Regions from separate parts of the Ovis aries genome. Here regions 1 and 2 are each linked to region 3. Evidence: chromatin contacts called from public Hi-C data. All regions are on one chromosome and are shown on one strand. The core of a region is the stretch at or near the end of the contact, and the rest is flanking DNA. Distances in the headings are between cores, read along the strand shown. Region 1 has its middle 380 kb from the start of MYC. Region 2 has its middle 480 kb from the start of MYC. Region 3 holds the start of MYC (MYC proto-oncogene, bHLH transcription factor).

The links. A called contact is a pair of places that touch in the nucleus more often than the background predicts.
Region 1: a contact with region 3 is called in a Hi-C map of tail adipose tissue, with 5 times the contacts expected there. The contact joins the enhancer-like site here to the promoter of MYC in region 3. A contact is called at or near these places in 4 of 16 Hi-C or Micro-C datasets (muscle, omental adipose tissue, skin fibroblasts and 1 more).
Region 2: a Hi-C map of blood shows a contact between it and region 3, with 3 times the contacts expected there. The contact joins the enhancer-like site here to the promoter of MYC in region 3. A contact is called at or near these places in 3 of 16 Hi-C or Micro-C datasets (blood, skin fibroblasts and tail adipose tissue).

The regions. Positions count from the first base shown.
Region 1 is chr9:25,358,738-25,361,938 of ARS-UI_Ramb_v3.0, reverse strand. No RefSeq gene overlaps it. Among named protein-coding and RNA genes, the nearest start is that of MYC, 380 kb to the left of the region's middle. Within about 2 kb of position 1,353, at least 22 of the 54 cell types and tissues checked have an H3K27ac peak or open chromatin away from gene starts, as enhancers often do. A contact at or near this core is called in tail adipose tissue, where this site is marked.
Region 2 is chr9:26,215,965-26,218,762 of ARS-UI_Ramb_v3.0, reverse strand. No RefSeq gene overlaps it. Among named protein-coding and RNA genes, the nearest start is that of MYC, 480 kb to the right of the region's middle. Within about 2 kb of position 1,267, at least 3 of the 54 cell types and tissues checked have an H3K27ac peak or open chromatin away from gene starts, as enhancers often do.
Region 3 is chr9:25,737,018-25,739,802 of ARS-UI_Ramb_v3.0, reverse strand. MYC (MYC proto-oncogene, bHLH transcription factor) reads left to right here and starts at 1,267. Exons shown (of 3, transcript NM_001009426.1): 1 at 1,267-1,465. It overlaps LOC132657163 (a long non-coding RNA gene), which reads right to left and starts at 952. Exons shown (of 2, transcript XR_009594937.1): 1 at 1-952.

The sequences.
Region 1 (3,201 bases), core at 104-2,603, 380 kb after region 3:
CAAAACAACAGTGGGATCTGTCCTGAGGTCAGCATTATTGCAATCCAACTTCCTAACCCCTCCTACCTCCACCGCCTCCTCCCCACTCCAGAGGTTAAAGGACAACTAGCTCAATTCTTGACATCCTGCCTTTGGTCTCTCTTAGCCTGGTTGCCTCAGAGAAGGCAACGGCAACCCACTCCAGTGTTCTTGCCTGGAGAATCCCAAGGATGGGGGAGCCTGGTGGGCTGCCATCTATGGAGTCGTACAGAGTCGGACACGACTGATGTGACTTAGCAGCAGCAGTAGCAGCAGCTTGGTTGCCTGGTGTCTTCCCACCTGTCAGTCTTCCAAGAAGAGATGCTTCGCTTCCTTTTAAAAATCTTCTTTGAACAGCCCTTTCACTTGCTACTCCAAGTGTCTCTTTGGTTGACAAAGCCACAAACCCAGATGGGTAATTAGGGATTGAGGGCATCAGTGGTTTGGGATTTCTTTCAGCTAATTGCTGTCCTATGTGAAAGATTGCATCAGCTGTGACAGCTGGCCTGAATAATCATCCCTCTTTAGCAGTAAGTTTTCACCTTCTGTGTAGTGGGGGACTTCCAAGGCTATTTTGACTGGTGATAAATCTGAAAAGGTATTATAGATACCTCACTGGGTTGTTGTGAAAATTAAATAGGAGACAGCCATCGAGTTTTTGCCATCTGCCTCTTTACAGTAAGCATTTGATTTCAGTTAGGTATTTTAATCTTCTCAAATCTGTGTATCCTGGACCCTCACACCCTGCACTCAACTCCACTACTCTCTGTTGCTGATGGCACGAGGCCTGAGATGGCTTCCTTTTTTCTGTACTGGTTTTAGAGGTAGAAAGGAGGATGCTGGGATGTGGATATAGTGATTCAGAAGGCTCTGCCAAGCTTTAGTTCTTTGCTGGCTGGGGCAGTGAGCTCTGGAACACGCTGCAAGGTCTAAATGGGCTTTTATTTTGAGTACAACGAGTTATGTTCTCATTTATACCAGTGTAACAAGAATTGCTACCTTGACTATTTAAACTGAGGTGGGAGGGGTGCATGGGCTGGGAGCAGAATGAAGAATTAGATGTTCTTATATATTGCTCTTAGAGTTATTTGGAAATAAGTAATTGTAGCAGGATTTCTTTCTTTCTTTTTTTTTTTTTTTCTGGGCTCATAAGGCCAAGTACAAACCCGGAGAAGGAGGAAGTTAGTTCATATTCTTGCTTTCTTCTAAGGGCAAACAGATCCACTGACCTGTTCCCAAGGGCTCATTTTCCATCTCTCTTGGGCTCATCAGAGTGGATGGTGAGTCTACAAAGGCCGACAGGGAGGAATGCTGCTGAGAGCTTACCTTGTAGGTCCCTGCCTTTTTCTATGGAACATGTCCTGGTTCCCTGACCAGTGTGTTTGTAGTGGAGGCGGCCTGCTGGGCCATACAGGGGAGCTGCGGGGGGTGTCCAAGTTCACATGTCCCGCATTCCAGGCAAATGTTTTTGACATTGAGCAATAGCATAGCTCTGCCAGGTTTGGGTCTGTCGGATTGGAATGTAACCTAGAAGGAAAGTCCCGGAGTGATTCAAATGTTCACCTCCCCGCAACCTTTTTTTTTTTTTTAAATTCCTTTTAATTCTCCGATGACAAACTCAACCCAGCACTCTCACCGGCCCGCAGCACTTGTTGGTGCTGATAAGTCCGGCTTCCCAAGAGATAGGAATGCAAATCCGAATATTTTGTTGAGTCATGTGTACTCTGCGGCTCTTTCCCAAACATTGCATCAGACCTGTCACTGGCAGCTCCCAGGACTCTGCTGGATGACATTGGAGGTCCAGGAAAAGCTCTGCTCATTTCTCAAAAAAATAAAAGGCCTCTCACTCTCTCCATCTAACGGGTTGTAACATCCTGTTCTTAAGAAAGCCGAACCCCTGGAGGGAGCAGAGGCGCAACCGGTTTTGTAGATAAGTTTGAAAAATATGGCTCTTGGCTTTTCCCACCCACTCCCGTCTCTTAGCAACAGGACAGCTGATGGTATCCACCCAGGGGGAGAAAAAAAACAAAACACAGAACATGTGGGGGAGCCTGTCTGCATTCTTGACTGCAGTCTGATTTATTTAAACCTTCCTGCATTCTTGGGTGTGGAGACCCAGGAGTCACGTCAAGAAAGCATTCCCCTGCCCTTCTTGTGACCCTGCAAATGAGCGGATAGAAGACAATCTCAGAAGGAGATGGACGTTCTTCCATGGCAAGAATCGGCTTTATCTGGGAGCAGGCACTTCCTTTGATTTGGGGGAGTCACCGTTTGAAAACTTGAGCACATTCATAGAGGGAGGTGGACTGGGGTGTGGCTTTGGAGAGAGCCCTGGACTGGTGGGATGGGAGTCCAGTGCCCCCAGCTCTTCCTACCTTGGGACCCCTGGCAGGAAAGCTCTGATGCTCTCCCTGTTGGCTTTCACAGCTGCAGAGTAAGGGCATTGAATGGACATTCTCTCAGGAAACTTCTAGCACTGGACCTATCATTTGAGAGAACACATGTGTGAGTGTTCATGCACATAAACTTTCTGTTGTATCATGCACCCATCTGACTGTCTCTTTCTCTTGAGCTTTAGTGTTATTAAGTGTTAAGTGAAAGAGCAAGAATGTGAGGCCAGGTCAAGCCAAGCCTGAAACCCATATTTTTAATCACAGTCCTAATCACAGCCCTATATTTAGGTTCGGAGAAGGCAATGGCACCCCACTCCAGTACTCTTGCCTGGAAAATCCCATGGATGGAGGAGCCTGGTAGGCTGCAGTCCATGGGGTCGCTAAAGTCAGACATGACTGAGCGACTTCACTTTCATGCATTGGAGAAGACAATGGCAACCCACTCCAGTGGTCTTGCCTGGAGGATCCCAGGGATGGGGGAGCCTGGTGGGCTGCTGTCTATGGGGTCACACAGAGTCGGACACGACTGAAGTGACTTAGCAATACTTAGGTTATGCACACAGAGGTGCCATGCGGCTGGTATGTTATGTAATATCTTGTGACCTTTCTGTCTGTACCTGTGAGTCCACGGGAACAGAACTGGGATGTTGCAGAGGGTTTAGGCTTTCACGGCCAGAGGGATCTGGGTTCAGATTCCTGCTCCATCTCTCCATAGTTTTGTGGCCTTGGGATTCTTGACTGTGACGTGAGAGTAACAAATCCTGTGTGACCAGGTTGCTCTGAGGATCAA
Region 2 (2,798 bases), core at 18-2,517, 480 kb before region 3:
GGGTGATTCCATGCCAACTTGTTGATTTTGAATTAAGAAACAGAATAGCCAGCAGACTTCCAAGGGTCTCCTTTGATTCATCAACAGCTTCTTCCTGAGCCTCAGATGGCTAGAGCCAAAGCTTTAACAGGTTTAGAGACAGACTTGGCTCAGTAATTCATCTGTGCTCCCCTGGATCACTCTCCCTCCTTACCAAATAACTGAGTTAAGGGAACTCTAGTTCAAATGCAAAGAAGGCAATGGATGCCAGCTGATTAGGACAGGAATCAAAGACAGATTTTTTTCAGTGGGAAACTTTGGTGGGCTTCCCAGGTGGCACTACTGGTAAAGAACCCACCTGCCAATGCAGGAGACATAAGAGCTGCAGGTTCAATTCCTGGGTCAGGAAAATCCGCTGGAGAAGGGAATGGCACCCCACTCCAGTATTCCTGCCTGGAGATTCCCATGGACAGAGGAGCCAGGTGGGCCATGGTTCATAGGGTCACAGTTAGACATGACTGAAGCGACTTAGCACCCACACAGGCATAGATGGACTGGCATGTGCTCTAATAAAATGATGGAAGGTAAGGCTCCAGAACAGCAAGCGTTTATCTCATTTTCTAAGCAAATATTTGTGTGGATTCTCTCAACTGTGCCCTCCATGAGGGTGGAGACAGGATCTGGGTCCTCAGTATTGACAACCAAGCCAGGCCCAAGGGTACCACTCGGCAAGTGCTTGTTGACTGAACACAAGCTTGTGAAAGCAAATTGAGAGTAAAGTGGTTTAGAAGAAAGATTACCACTTCCTAGCTGTGAGAACATCATCAAGTTACATAACCACGTTCCACTCAGTTTTCACATCAGCAAGCTGAACTTATGCCTAACTGGGGCCAATAAATGCCCTTGAAAGCAATAGGAGATTAGTGAGTTAATTTTTAGTGAAAAACAGGAATGCATTTCATCCTCAGATACTTTTTTAGTGTGTGAAAAATCACAGTGAAACAGAATTATTAACTGCTATATTGATTAATTAATATCAGCGCATTTAAAAATACTGCTGTAATGAATCAGATGCCACGTTCTGTCTACATAAGTAAGGGCAGAGGTAGATGATAAAAAAAAAAAAAAAGACAGAAACCTCAGGTCAACCACGGAAAGGGCGTTTGTCACTCTCAGCTGTCTTTTATATCTTCTTCTTCTTTAAGCAGGTAGAAAGAATTTCCCAGGACTAATAGACAGTCTTGTCAAAAATACCCATGACTTGTCACTTAAGCCCTTGATATTTTTAGTGCTGGAAAGTCTGTCAAAAGTGACCAAAAAGGCTCGCATTTTATGGAGCATAAGAAACAAAACCACGGGGGTTGACTAAAAGGAAACACAGTCATTAGTAGTAAGTTTGAGGTTGCCTGCTCTTTAAGAAAAATGAAACAAAGCAGTCTCTTCTGTTTTCCCAGCGGTGTCAGTCTTAAGGGGCCCCTGCTAACTGTTCTCTCTGAGAACAGGAGTGTGCCTACCCGGTTTCTGGTTTCCTGCCGTCGCGTTTAGCATACGGACTTTACATATTTGGGTTATCACCCCAGTCACCTCTTCGATGAAATTCACCTTCATAAGTTAAAAATACTCTGATGCCAGACGCTCATGGCTCCGTGGGTTACTGATGACCGACCAACGTGCTGTTTCCACCAGGGCAGATGACGCCTCTTGTGAATCCTGAAACATGAGGTAGTTTTTCCTCTCTCCCGTGCTCTCATTTCAATTTCCCCTAACCCAAGATGAGCACAGAAGAACTTCCTCAAAAGCCCTGTAACAGAAAGAGGTTTCAACTAGCATGAGAATTATACCAAAGAGAAATCATTCACACTACAGGTTTAAAATATCGCTGAACAATAAGCTACCATAATTTCAGCATTACTGGGGTCTGATGTGTATTATTAATAGTTTAGGTTACACTTTGATAGCAAGAAGCTACAAGTTTGTCATGGTTCAACAAAAATTGTTATTCTATCTTTTTGTAACAGTCCAGGGACGTGATAGATAATGTGTGTGTTGGGGTGGAGGGTTCTACTCCACCCCTCATTCAGGAATCCAAGTTGATAGAGATTCTGCCATCTTGAATACATGTAGCTTCCAAAGTCATTCTTGAGGTTGCCATACAACCAGCCAGAAGAGGAAAAGGAGCAAAGAAAAATGAATGGGGGTTGCCCAAATCCCATCCATTCACATTCTGTTGGCCAAAACTCGGTCTCATACCCACAGCTAACTGTAAGAGAAGCTGGGTGATGGCATGTCTGTACAGGAAGAAACAAGAGGAGGATGGACTTCGGAAAACAGTGTCTGACATGCGATGTTGACACACACACAGAATCAAAGCTTTCAGTATGAAAATATTTTCTTCAATATTATTTCCCATTACTTCTCAAAGTGACCCTTGTCTCACCCACAGATCAGCTTTCACTCTAGCTAACTGTCCTCTACAATAGGGTAATTCAGTATTCCCATCTCCAGTTTTTCTATCTCTCCAATATATCTGGACCTGAATATTCATTGGATGGACTGATGCTGAAGCTGAAACTCCAATACTTTGGCCACCTGATGTGAAGAATCTTCTTATCAGAAAAGACCCTGATGCTGTGAAAGACTGAAGGCAGGAGGAGAAGGGGATGACAGGGGATGAGATGGCAACCCACTCCAGTACTCTTGCCTGGGAAATCCCATGGACTGAGGAGCCTGGCAGGTTACAATCCATGGGGTGGCAAAGAGTTGGATACAACTGAGTAACTGAGCACACATTCACATGTAAAGCACTCAAAATAACAAAC
Region 3 (2,785 bases), core at 18-2,517:
GCGCACCCGCAGGCGCGCTCCTCCCTTATTCCAGCTCTGGAACCCGCAGAAAGATCTCAGGGATTAGCGCGTACTGGGTGGGGGGAGGGGCAGGAGGAACGCTGGCCCCCACGGAGATCCGTGTAGGTCTGCGCGGGCAGAGCCAGGAGTGGGGGTCCTCTGCGACTTTGGCAGCAATCGGGGGATTCATTGTGGGTGGAAGGTGCGCAGTCGAGAAAGCTGCGCACACCCAGAATGCATAACACCCCCAACAAATGCAATGGGTGTTTATTCATACCGCGCTCTCCAAGTATACGTGGCAGCGCGTTGCTGAATTATTTTAGTAATTCCAGGCACCATTTTTCTTCCCCATACCTTTGATCATGTATCCCATCGACACTTAACCCCCCAGCACACACACACTCAGAGCGCACGCCCATCAATACCCCTTCTTTCCTCCTCTCTTCGTAGGAGTTATTTTCCAAAGGCTGCCCCTTCCCGGCCTGTCCACCCGGGACGTGCATGGCGCAGCCGTGGGTACACGGTGTATTCTCAGCATCTAGGGATGAGCGGTTCTGCCCCCAGATGATTTAAGAACACAGGACAAGTATGCGGTTTGTCCAACACAGCGCTGCTCCACAGGAACCAAGCAGCAGAGAGACGGTTTGAGCGGGAGCAAAAGAAAATGGTAGGCGCGCGCAGTTAATTCATGCGGCGCTCTGACCGTGTTTACATCCGAGAGCTCGGCGCACTGGAGTGCCAGGCTCAAAGAGCTGAATCTCCTCCCCTCCCGCCCTCCCTCCCCACCAGCGCCCCTCCCGGGTTCCCAAAGCAGAGGGCGGGGGAGACAAAGATCCTCTCTGGTGAGTCCCCGCCCACCAGCCCTTTATAGGCGAGGGTCTCCGCTGCGGAGGACCCCCGGGCTGCGCATCTCGCGGCTACCGCTGCGGCTGGCTCGCCGCGGCCGCCGCCTGGCTCCACCACTGCCTGGAAGGGCAGGGCTACTCTGAGGCTTGGCGGGAAAAAGAACAGAGGAGGGGCCTTACCTTCTCGTATAAAAGCCAGTTTTTTCTGGGCTTTATCTGACTCGCTGTAGTAATTCCAGCGAGAGGCAGAGGGAGCGAGCGGGCGGGCCCTCCAGGGTGGAAGAGCCGAGCCAGCCTAGCGAGCGGAGTCGCGCTCCGGGCGCCCGGGGAAGGGAGATCCGGAGTCAAAGGGGGGCTTCTGCGCCTCCAGCCAGGCCGGCCCCCACCCCACCCTCCCCGCGGACCCCTGCTAGCGGTCCGCCACCCGCGCCGCATCCGCGAAACTTTGCCCACTGGAACTTACAACACCCGAGCGACACCAAGACTCCCCGGACGCAGAGAAGCTCTTCTGCCTTTTTGGGGAGACACTTTCCCTCGCCGCAGCCCACGACCCGCGCCTCTGAAAGGCGCTCCTCGCCGCTTTTTGGACGCTAGATTTCCTTCGGATAGTGGAAATACGGGTGAGCACCCGGACCTATTGGCCTTTTTCATTTATTTTTGCTACCGCCTTAACGCCGCGATGAGCAGAACGCCCGAATCGAGTGTCTTTTCTCCCATTCCTGCGCTATTGACACTTTTCTCAGAGTAGTTGTGGCTGGTCGGGGTGGGGTGGAGAGGAACCAGAACTGGGTCGGGGTACAGTGACTTGTCAAGATGGGAAGAGAGAGGAAGGCAGAGGGAAACCGGGGGTGCGTTTTCTGAAAGTAGCCTTTAGAGGTTTTTGCTCGCCTTAGATGGACGCTGACCCCGGCCGGGTGGACATTCATGCTTTATTGCATTAATTGCTTTTTTGCCTTTTGTCGGGGAGAAGAAGGGTATGCTTCGCGGTTGACAGAAAACCCTTTACATCCTGAACTCCTTGGAGTAAGAATTACACATTGCATGTTTGAGCGAAGAGAGCTCCGCAGCCGCTGACTTTTTCCTGTCTGGAAAAGGGCATTTAAATTTCGGCTTACTGCATTTCTGACAGCCAGAGACAGACACTGCGGCGCGTCCCGCCCGCCGACCCCCTCGGCGTCTCCAACGCTCCCGGCTCCTTTTAGAAGTTGGCCTTTGACTTTTTTTTTAAAGGATAGTAAAATTAAAGATTTTGGTCTACAGAGAGGTTAGGATTCGGTGTTGGGAAGGCGCGGGGACGGGGAAAAGGAAGCTGGGGCAAAGATGTGTCCGAGTCTCCTGGAATTATTGACTCGGCGGTGGGGGGGGATGAGGGCAAAATCTCTGCACCTAGCCTTGGCTCCCCGGCCGCCTCCGGGGTCCCCGCGCGGGTGTCCCTACGCCCCCTGAGATGCGGAGGACGGCCAGGAGCGAGGCACCGGGCTTTTCGAGAACAGCTGCTACCCTCGGCTGGTGAGGGAGAAGACGCCCGGCTACGGGCGCGGAATCGTAGCAGGGTCTCTGGCGCAGTTACGTCGCCGTATTGAGTGTTGAAGGGAGACGTCTCTGTTATTATTTAACACTCTCCTTTTATTTATGAGGGTCGGGGGTGGGGGGGGGGGGGGTGGAGAAGGGCTAAAGGCTCGAAGCTGAGCTCGCCACCCCAGCCGGAGAGAGAAGGAAAGCCCGCAAAGGAAAGAAGGGGGTTGCGCTGGGGGTAGGGATGCGGGAGGCGGAGAAGGGAGGCTGGGAGGGGCGGCGGCGCCGGCAGGGGAAACAGCGAGACGAGGGCGCGCGAGTGGGAACGGGCGCGGCGCTAGGGGCCCGGGAGCGGGAGGGGGCCGAGCGCAACCGCTCCAGCCGCGGCGTCTCTCGCCGCCTCCTTCAGGTGGCGCAAAACTTTG